Regions from separate parts of the Sus scrofa genome. Here all the other regions are linked to region 2. The links are chromatin contacts, called in public HiChIP or PLAC-seq maps. All regions are on one chromosome and are shown on one strand. The core of a region is the stretch at or near the end of the contact, and the rest is flanking DNA. Distances in the headings are between cores, read along the strand shown. Region 1 overlaps TPRG1 (tumor protein p63-regulated gene 1 protein). Region 2 has its middle 38 kb from the start of LPP. Region 3 overlaps LPP (lipoma-preferred partner).

Region 1 (3,524 bases), core at 77-2,576, 810 kb before region 2:
TTCACCTCTGAGATTGCCAAGCCTGTCCCTACTACTTCTTGAGAGCCTACAATGTTTTCTCAGTTTTCATTCCTCCATCTGCCTTGGGTAGCCTGATTACAAAGAAAGGATCTTTAACAGATATATCAATTATGTAACATTTTTTATAACTGCTTTCTTGCCCTCCACTCACCTCTCCCTGGGCTCCCCAATGCAACCCTCTTCCAACTCAGAGAACATTTGACGCAAACTTGGCTCACAATGCATTTCGCAAACAAACCACAAAATAACATGATTGTAAAAATGTTAGCTGCAAAAGTAATAAATAAGGAAATAAATAAGTGCGTAACCACAGAGGCTTGTCTGGCTCCTCGGCCCTCTGACCACAGCAAGGCCTTCTGCTGCCTGTCCTTACTAGCGGGGAGGCCAGGAAACTGGAAGACACTCCTTCCTTGCCCAGGGGTCCCATAGTGGAAGTTTCAGAGGAATTGATTTTTTTTTTTTCCCCTCTCTCGTGTGAGGTATGGTTCTACGCCAAAGCTATCCAATGACAAAAAACATCACCAGAGAATGAGAAAGATGGGCTTCATACCACCCACCACCAGTCACGGCAACGCTGGATCCTTAACCCACTGACCAAGGCCAGGGATAGAACCCATAGCCTCATGGATACTAGTCAGGTTCATTAACCACTGAGCCACAAGGGGAACTCTTACCAATCCTGTCTGAGCACATGTTAGGGGTCAGGCTCTGGACCTCAGTACTTTCCCAAGATATCTCTTTAGTAATCCAGAGAAGTGGACAGGGTTAGTTCCATTATGCAGATGAGGAAACCAAAGCCCATCCAGAAACAAGTAGAGGTCAGACTATGACATTTCACAGATGATATAAAATCTCCCTAACAACTGGAGTGGGGGAAAGAGTTTAGGATAAATGTGTGTGATTTTTTTTTCCTCTGCTTTCAAGCCTGGCTGTTGATATATCTTCATTTACAAGGATTTTGAGATTAAAACAACAAAGTACAAACAGTGGGCTTGCCAAGTTTTTTACTAACTTTTACTTTGAAATCATGATGACCCAAAACTCCTCTTCACCAGAAAACTTCTGTGGCTTATGGATTCTGCCAAGAGTGTGACCAGGACAGTCCAATCAAAGATGAAATGGGAGGCTGAAAGCTGGGCCTGAGACTGAATCATAGAGTGCACAATTTTCAATCCAGAGCCCAGAATCCAGTATTTAGTAATACTGTATGCCCTAGGACAGGCCTTACATATCAGGAATAGAAAACAGAATCCCTGATGTTTAATATTCACAGAGAGAGCAGGCTGCCAGGCACTTGAGTCAGACCCTGTACAACACACAACCACAAGCTGTTCACCACGTGGCCAAATGAATAGTGACCCTCCCCAGTGCTGGGCAGTGCACATGACCTGCAAAGCCATTCAAAAGAGGCTTTCTTCAAGGTGACACTAATTAAAAAAAAAAAATCAAGAAAAGCATAACTTCAAGTAAGGTAATAATCAAATGAGTACGGCAGATGTAGATGCAAATGATGCTTAGAGGTAGGGCTGGTTATAAGCACAGTGTATGGGCTGAGAATGGGACTGCTGAATTTACTAATCTCACATCAATTAATGTCCTTGGTTTTCACAACAACTCAATGGATAAGAGTAATTATCCCCTTTTTCCAAATGGGAAAACAGAGTTTCAAGGAAGGAAAGTGATTTTTCTAAAATCTCCCACTCTTAGGTAGGAAGCCAAGCCCACTGCCGGGGTCCCCAGGCCCAGGCTTGGAGTCCCTCCCCTGCCCCTCAATGCCATATTGGAAATGCAGCCAACGAGGGGCTACCAGCCTCAGTGTGCCAGGCTCTGGAGGGGAGCTGCTGAAAGCCACAGGCCTGGGAAGAAGGAAAAACAGCCTTATGAATGAAGGAGACATAGAGATGATAAGAAGGACACTGGAAGATGGGGGTATAACATAAAATGACTCACAGCACTTGCATTTATTAAAAGTCAAGACACATTATTCCTTCTCTAGAAGGTAGCATTGCAAATGCTGAAGGTTTTTGGCTTTAATACAAATTTTATTGTGACTCACTTGGGATGGAACTCTTTCTAAAATCAATTATGTGTTTGTCTATATTCTACAAAGCAGCACAAAGAATATAAATTAGCCATGTTCGAAGGGACTATAGGCTATCACTTTCTTCATTGAACTCTAATGTATGATGACATTCTAGAAGACTCTCTCAATTTAAAGGACTGCTTGACTTTCCCACTCAATCCAGATTGCTGTGATTTTTTTTCCACTCTTGAGGGTTTGTGGGAAGGTTTTGTTTTGATGTTCTGTATCCTCTCTTATCAAGCCGTCCACCTTGTACTTCTCTCCATTTTCAGGAGCCTGCCTGTAGCAGCCCCTTCTCCTACTTTTAATTTGCTGGATTTGGTTTCTTAAGTACTTACAGGAAACTAAATTTATGCACAGTTTATATAAACTAAAATTAATCAAGCTCAGAGTGAAGGACTCTAGCCCATCAGCAAACGGTGAAAACACTGCTGCATTAAGCTTGAGGCTTTCTTGTGGCTGTGTCCATGTCCTCTGCTCTGATCTGCCAAGTTCACTTGTGTTTTTCAATAAGTGGCCTTCAAGACCACTTAAGCAAAACCTCTTTCAGAAAACATCCCATGAGTCCCAGACAGAAATTGCCTCTAAACTCCCAAACCACTGAATGTGCCTTTGAGGGATGGGGTGGTCACCACTGCCTGCCTCTGGTTTGTCCTTAGTGGGGCTACTCCCTGGATGTTTAGAGATGTGATTTGCATTTTCCTCATTTTCATATCTTCCTCTAACCACGGCTTGGACCAAAATTAAGACATACATGTCATCCTTAAGGGGATTTCATCTTAGGAGAAGGGGCCTATGGGAGGAGGAGAAAAGAGAAAAAGTTGGTGAGGAGGGAAGATAGGAAAGAGGTGGGGAAGGAGGAAGAAAAAGAAGAGGTGGAAGATCCTGTACTCCCCTAGTGAAACTCGTTTTCCCAAAGTATCAGCAGCACAAAGTGGGGCCATTTCTGCTATTTCCTGGGGGACAAGATCCTGTCCCGTGGCTGCCCAGGAATGTAGACAGTTGCCACCAGAGCTAGGATGGAGCCCTGAACGTGGACACCCAAGAAGCCCCCACCAGGCCCAGGCCCACCGGAAAGGACACCGAAGGCCAGGAGGCCCCGCTGCCTGGAGGCTCGTGGGAGGAGGGAGCGGGCCCAGCTGGCAGGAGACAATACAGTCCTGTGGCTGTGGGCTCAGCCCTTCCTGCCTCCCGGCAGCCTGGCTCCATAGTGCCGGCCTTGTCCTGGGGTGAACTCATCAGAGGCCCTCCTGCTTTCAGACAGGTATTCAAATGAGTGCAAGTTTTATTTTAAAAGACTTTGTTTAAAAATATGGTCTCAGAACTTTCTCCATTCCCCCTGCTCTCCTGCTCACTGATGCCAGTGTTAAGAAAACCAGGCCAGTTTGAAATCAACAAAATCAAAGCTGTTAAACGTTGG
Region 2 (3,448 bases), core at 46-2,545:
AGATAGGGTTGTCTGGAGGATCAGATGAGGTGCTACGTGACAGCGACTGGCTTATAGGAGCTCTTCCATAAAGTTAAGATGAAACCAAGTAGAGTAGAATTGCAATTCAATATGACCCCTTAAGTTAAAGAAGTTGGCATGAATGTGCAGGATTATGCTTAATTGAGGGAAAATGAGTTCTCTGACAGAAGAAGAGTAAACAACTATTATACAAGAAGGGGGATGACTGCTTTTGCTCAAAATAAATATGAGTGCTCTACAAATATCAGGAGGTATTATGCAAAGAAAGTAAAAATTAGGAATTAGCATAAGCTAAATATTATCTAGTGATACATCATTATCAAAATTCCATAGGCCTGGTTGACAGTTCTTTGTCTCAACACTAATTGTATAACCTTGAGCAAGACCATATAGAACCACAATCTTCTCATGTGCAGAATTTAGATATTTTGAAGAAATGATCTATAAGATCTCATCCAGGTCTAAACCACTCAGACTCAAGCATTTTTAACACAATGTGAAAACTCTTACGGGGGAGTCCCACTGTAGTGTAGTGGGTTAAGAATCTGACTGCAGTGGCTCGGATTGCTGTGGAGGTGTGGGTTTGATCCCTGGCCCAGCACAATGTGTTAAAGAATCTGGTATTGTTGCAGCTGCAGTGTAGGTTGCAGCTTTGGCTTGGATTCAATCCCTGGCCTGGGAACTTCCATATGCCGCAGGTGCAGCCATAAAACAACAACAGCAACAACAAAACACTCTTATGGGAGTTTGTCCTGTGGGATTATGTCCAATATGTCCTTCATCAAAATACCCAGGAAAATAATGTGATGCAGGAGTGGTATTCAGAGACCTGGGTTCTAGTCCTGGCAAATGTCACACACACACACACACACACACACACACACACACACACACACACCCCACTGCATTTATGTGCAATGAACACTGAGAAGTCCTATAGAAGAGCTATCTCAATACCAGCCATGAGGTATCAGAAAGGATATTACTATAAAGGTGGGGGTATGGGGGAAATGCAAATAAATTTTTTCCCTTCCCACTGAAGGCAGAGCCAAAGAAAACACACTTGAATTACATAAGGGAAGTCTTTCCAACTATCTGGGTGTGTAACCCAGAAACAGTTACCAAAGAGAGCTTGGGAAATCGATCTTTAAGAAGAGCAGAGCAAAGGGTTTAAGCAAATGGCTTTATGAAGGTTTTCCAGGTCCACTGGCTCTCAGGCACATCTCCATGTGAGGTTGGCTGTCAGGCACTTCCCGGCTTTGTATCCTGGCCTGGTGCAAGTTCTCTTCACTTTCACTTAGTGTTACTAGGGAGTGTGACTCAGAGCCAGATGGGGTGAGCTGGATTCCTAGTTGCTCAACATTTCATTATAAGCAGTTAGATGACACTGTGTGCGGTGCTAATGTGCCTCACAATGAGTTTTATGAGCTGTTCCTTGCAAGTATTTTGAAGCACATTTGCTGTCTCCTCCCCCCCCTTTTTTTTCAAGATGGAAATGCTGACAATCAGAGAGATAGAGGAGGACAAAATCAAAGATGGCACTGAATCACATAACTTCACAAGCCTGAGCCCTTAACTTGATCTTTGGCTATCCATGTTACCTCATAAGTCCTATTAAGTACTCATAGGAACTTACTTAACAAATAGGAAAAATGGAGCATGAGGGTGTGAAGGGCAGGAAAATGAATACCATCAGAGAATTTCACTATGCATAGCCCAGAGGTAGAAAGAGAATAAAGAAAGGCCAGCCAAATTCTGTAAGTCTCTGATGTCACTGGAATCATTGCAATGGAGGTAAACACGGTCTTCGGCCTGTGCCAGAGGTTGTGACTGGGTGCCAGGGACCAAGGGTAGTATGTCCAGTATGTCCTTCCTTGAAAAACCCAGGAAAATAATGTGATGGAGGAGTGGTATTCAGAGACTTGGGTTCTAGTCTTGGCAATGCCATGAACTTCTATGGACACCTGGGCAAGTCTCTTCCTGACCCTGATCCTTCTCTGTGCTGAGGCAAACCTGAGAGGCTGGGGAGCAGGAGCTGTGGTCAGTTCATTGGTGAATGGCCTCTTTCTTCTCTGGTGGCATTACTGTGGGCTTGTGGATGATTCTGGGGCCATGTGATGTTGTAAGATGAGTCTCACGGCCTCTGGAGGACCAGAAATATTAGATCATCCAGTATTATCAGACCCCAGCCAGCACCACCATGGCATGGCAGTGGGTATTCAACAAGTGTCTGTCACAGGAATACGTTAGGCTCAGCTGTGGGCAACAAAGACTTGAAAATCAGTGGTTTGTATAAGATAGAAATTTATTTCTCTTCCACTGTGTGTCTATGTCCCGATCTCTGGAACCTGTGAATATCTTAGGTTATGTGGCAAAGGGGAATTGAGGAGGCAGTTGAAATCAAAGTCGCTAATAAACTGACCTTAATCATCCTGGATTATTCAGGTAGGTCCTATGCTATCCCCAAAATACTTTATAGTGGAAGAGGAAATCGTAAGAGAGAACCAAAGTGATGGCAGTATGAGAAGGATACGCCTGATATTGCTGCTTTGAAGACAGAATGAGAGGCCATGATCCAAGGAGTGTGGGGAGCTTCTAGAATCTGGAAAAGACTAGGAGGCACAACTACCATACATCCTGCTGACACCTAGATCTTGCCCATTAAGACCCCTGTCAGACTCTGGTCTATAGAATACCATGGTTAAAAAAAAAAAAAGTGTCATTTTAAGCTAGTAACTTTGGAGTGATTTGTCCGAGCAACAATCGGAAACCAAGGCAATCACTTGAAATACATTTGAGGTAGGCAGCTGGGATAGGGAGTTAGTGTCCCACGGATCAGGGACCCAGACTCCTTTTCTCTTGTCACCCTAATGTGAGGACTTCCATTCTTAAGGCCACCTCAGGGAAGAAGATAGCTGCTGGAGCTCCAACCATTACATTTGTAGTCTGAGGAGAAGATGAGGAGAGGAGATGTTCTCCCTCTAAGGAGAGTTTCTGGCAGACATATATACATCTGCTGACTTTTCACTGACTAGGACTTAGTCATCTGGACACTCATGCAGCAGGATAGGCTGGGAAATCCAGCTGACTGATTCTGTGGCCAGTCAAAAACCAGGGCAATTACTGAAAGGAGAGACTAGATGTTGGGAGGCAATGAACAGACTCTGGCATAATAATGACAGTCTTTCCTTTTCTCTCTTAGATTTTTAAGAAAACAAGTTCTACTCTCAAAACTTGCTCTTGATGCACAGTGAGAAAGCATGGAGACTCTCAGAGTGTCAGTTCCTTGTCTTCTCACCCTTTCCTTCTGGCCTCACACATGCTGTCAGCCTTCCTCTCCTCTTAGCTGCCTTTCAGAACCTGTCACCCTCCACCTTGATTGCCTGTTTTTGTTCAGGCAGAGGGTCATCACCTCTCATCTGGATTC
Region 3 (3,054 bases), core at 377-2,876, 620 kb before region 2:
TGGTAAAATGTAAACTGTTCTAATATTTAGATGGGAGAGTTATATGCCCTTTAAAAGTATTTTCTAATTTTTCTCTAGTGAGCATGTGATACTTAAAAACTGAGTTTTTTTTTAATTACTACTATAAGAAAAAAATATTCTGAGCTCATATATGGTAATAGAGAAAAAAATTAATGAGGAAAAATGAAACCTAGTAATAACAAATGAAATTTCCAATAATTTGTTGGATATGTGCAGAGTTGAACTTGAAAATCAAAGACCGGGATCAAGTCCTGGATCTGACACTCATGCTCTGTGGGACTGAGCAAGCTGATTTTTTTCTAAAACCCAAGTTATTACTATTGGAAGTAAAGGCAATAATAATTGTACCTATATTCTAAGATTTTGAGAAAGTGACCTGAGATAAACAAAAAGTGCTGTGTAAAAATTAAGGCACTAAAGAAACATTAGTTATTGCTGTGATTATTTTTAACCATAAAAATGGGCTTTTGTCTTAAAACCTGAGACATTTCGGGGAGAGCAACAAGTAAATGCTCATGGAAAGGCAGGGGCTGTGGTTTTAAGTTGGCAGAAGTTTAGCATTTTAGGCTCTGTAATACTGGAAGCCATGATTCATGTGGTCATCAATTAAAACTGTGGGACTCAAAGGCTATATAATCCCAGGGGGCTGTCAATATCCGCACATTTTTAGGAAGCTGAACTGTAGTTTCAGGGCAGCAGAATGGATCTAGTAATAAAATGCAAGTGAAAAGATCTGTTCCTTAGGCTTCGTTTTGTCTTTTTCTTTGAAAATATCAAAGCCACTATAAATGGGACCAATAATCTCCCCTCTGTCTGTTTCACAAGGTTCTAATGCGTAAGGTGCAGTAAAAGAGGCGCAGGAGCACTGTGAAATATAAGGGGCTGTACAAATGGAGGAGAAAACTATTCGTAGTAGTTAGAATGGTTAAATCTCTCAAGAGCATACTTGACAAATTTTCCTCTCTCTTGAACCATTTTTCTCTTTCCTGGGAGAGTGCTTATAGGAGGATGATGTAATTAACATTAAGAAGAAAGCGCGTGTGTGCGTGTGTGAGTGGATGGGTGGTATGTGGGAAAGAGAGAGAGAGAGGGAGAGAGAGAGAGAGAGAGAGACCCACTACTTGGGGATGAGAGAGCAGGAGGGGTATGTAATTAAGGAAAGAGGAGAGAAGTTCACCTGAATTTCTCAAGTTTAGTCTAAACTCTCAGGTCCGTTGCTAATACCCACATAAAGCACTAGCCATAACTGCTTTTAAAACATTTTATTAGGTGGAATTGAGCATATAAAAGACAACCTTCCTGCAAAGGTACAAAACCTACCTCTTAAAGTAGGTTGAAAAGTTAGAATGTTTTAACTGTAGCCATTTAGTGACACAGGGAGAAAAAAAGCTGTTAGTGTGTGAGCCACTAATGCGCAAATTCAGGAACTTTTAAGTGTTTAGTCTCATGTGAAGTTGGCCTCCTATTTCCTTAAGTCTTTTAATCACTTGGATTGTAACTGTAATAAAAATGCCTGTACCAACTTCCACTACCAGAGAGTCAGGAGCTGGATTCCATCCACTCTGAGTAAGAGCCCTGGTTTAGGGGAAGATCCTTGGCTGCCATCTCATAAACAGACTTGCTGAGCATCTCTGATGCACTGTGTCTCTAGGCCCAGACTCTTTGGCAATGCTGAGAACACAGCAATTCTTTTGTAAATCTGTACTTAGAAGCCTGTCTCATTGAGGGCAGTGGGAAGTATGGTTGCTTCCCATACCAACACAAAAATCTTAAGAAAAACATTAACCTCTTCTCATATATGTCCTCATATTCCTTCTATGACATCTATTTATTGCAGGATTTCCATAGCAACTGCAGCTATGAAATTACCCCAAACTTAGAGGATTTCTAAATTCCATCAGATTAAGCCAAAGAAAAAAAAGCAATGAAAATGTTATTAATCAGATTAAGCCCTTGTATTAGTAAATGATTTCTTCATCATGTAGAAAATATTACTCCTGTTCACTCCTTCTCTTTGAAGAATGGTTAGAAGTTAATATTTCCCTTTAATAAATGAGGATACTGGTACTCACAGATTAAATGATTTATTTCACATCATACCAGGAAAGCAAAGACTAGGACCAAGGTATGCTATTTATATCACTTTTCTTCCCAAGGAAGCTTAGTGCTCTAATTTTAATATGTTTATTTAAACAAATCCATAAGAATAATCAAAACTAAGCTTTTAAGAGATGTATCACCAAAGAAAAAAAGCATCTTAATGATTTTGCTAATTACAGAAACCCAAATTAAAAACTATTATATAATGCACCTATTCAGTTGGTTCAAAATAAATGTAAATAAACCTCTTCAATAGTGGACAGGTTATAGTTTAACATTTGGTCTCATTATTGTTGATGGTTCTCTAAAGTGAAAATATCTTTTTAAAGAAATCTAGTAAAAGCTCTTCAAATTGCCATAAATTTGGTAATATAAATCACAGAATTTATGCTAAGAAAGCAATTCAAAATAAAATTAAATAAAATTTTACTCAGTTATTTATAGGCATGTTTTTTATAATACTAAAAGATTGGAAAATATCCATTATCTGTCCAGTAGCAAATGGTTTTAAAAAGTAGTGTGTAAACTAAACATATGAAAAGCTAAAAATGGAAATTATTAACAATGAAAAGCTATATATATATATATATATATACATATATTTATATTGTCAATCAATAGAAAATACAAAAGAAAGCATGTACAAAATGATTAAAGTGAAACACAATGCCTTACTGAATCAAATTTGTTTAATCCTATGTACATGTAAGGATTAAGGATTCAAGAGGATATAGGTAAATCTGAATAATCACTGAATCAAAGATAAAGCCATAACTGGTATATTTTCTCTCCAAATTACTTAAATGTTTAATTTAAATATGATCTTCAGTTGATCAATAACCAATTGGGGCAAGAATAAATTAAATTTATGTTAGACTCGTCTCCTTTCCGAACTCAGAGCATCAAACAGGATGGTCCTTACACAGAAATAAT

What was found. HiChIP or PLAC-seq counts read pairs in DNA pulled down with a chosen protein or histone mark.
Region 1: an H3K27ac HiChIP or PLAC-seq map of alveolar macrophages shows a contact between it and region 2. The contact joins two enhancer-like sites. A contact is called at or near these places in 1 of 47 Hi-C or Micro-C datasets (embryonic fibroblasts) and 1 of 2 datasets of contacts at active chromatin or transcription factors (alveolar macrophages).
Region 3: a contact with region 2 is called in an H3K27ac HiChIP or PLAC-seq map of alveolar macrophages. The contact joins two enhancer-like sites. A contact is called at or near these places in 2 of 2 datasets of contacts at active chromatin or transcription factors (alveolar macrophages and skeletal muscle).

What each region holds. Positions count from the first base shown.
Region 1 is chr13:126,552,838-126,556,361 of Sscrofa11.1, reverse strand. The region is part of intron 1 of TPRG1 (tumor protein p63-regulated gene 1 protein); the gene reads right to left. Among named protein-coding and RNA genes, the nearest start is that of TPRG1, 25 kb to the right of the region's middle. Within about 2 kb of position 1,326, at least 9 of the 83 cell types and tissues checked have an H3K27ac peak or open chromatin away from gene starts, as enhancers often do. A contact at or near this core is called in alveolar macrophages and embryonic fibroblasts, where this site is marked.
Region 2 is chr13:125,742,703-125,746,150 of Sscrofa11.1, reverse strand. No RefSeq gene overlaps it. Among named protein-coding and RNA genes, the nearest start is that of LPP, 38 kb to the left of the region's middle. Within about 2 kb of position 1,295, at least 11 of the 83 cell types and tissues checked have an H3K27ac peak or open chromatin away from gene starts, as enhancers often do. A contact at or near this core is called in alveolar macrophages and embryonic fibroblasts, where this site is marked.
Region 3 is chr13:126,361,528-126,364,581 of Sscrofa11.1, reverse strand. The region is part of intron 8 of LPP (lipoma-preferred partner); the gene reads right to left. Among named protein-coding and RNA genes, the nearest start is that of MIR28, 81 kb to the right of the region's middle. Within about 2 kb of position 1,626, at least 3 of the 83 cell types and tissues checked have an H3K27ac peak or open chromatin away from gene starts, as enhancers often do. A contact at or near this core is called in alveolar macrophages, where this site is marked.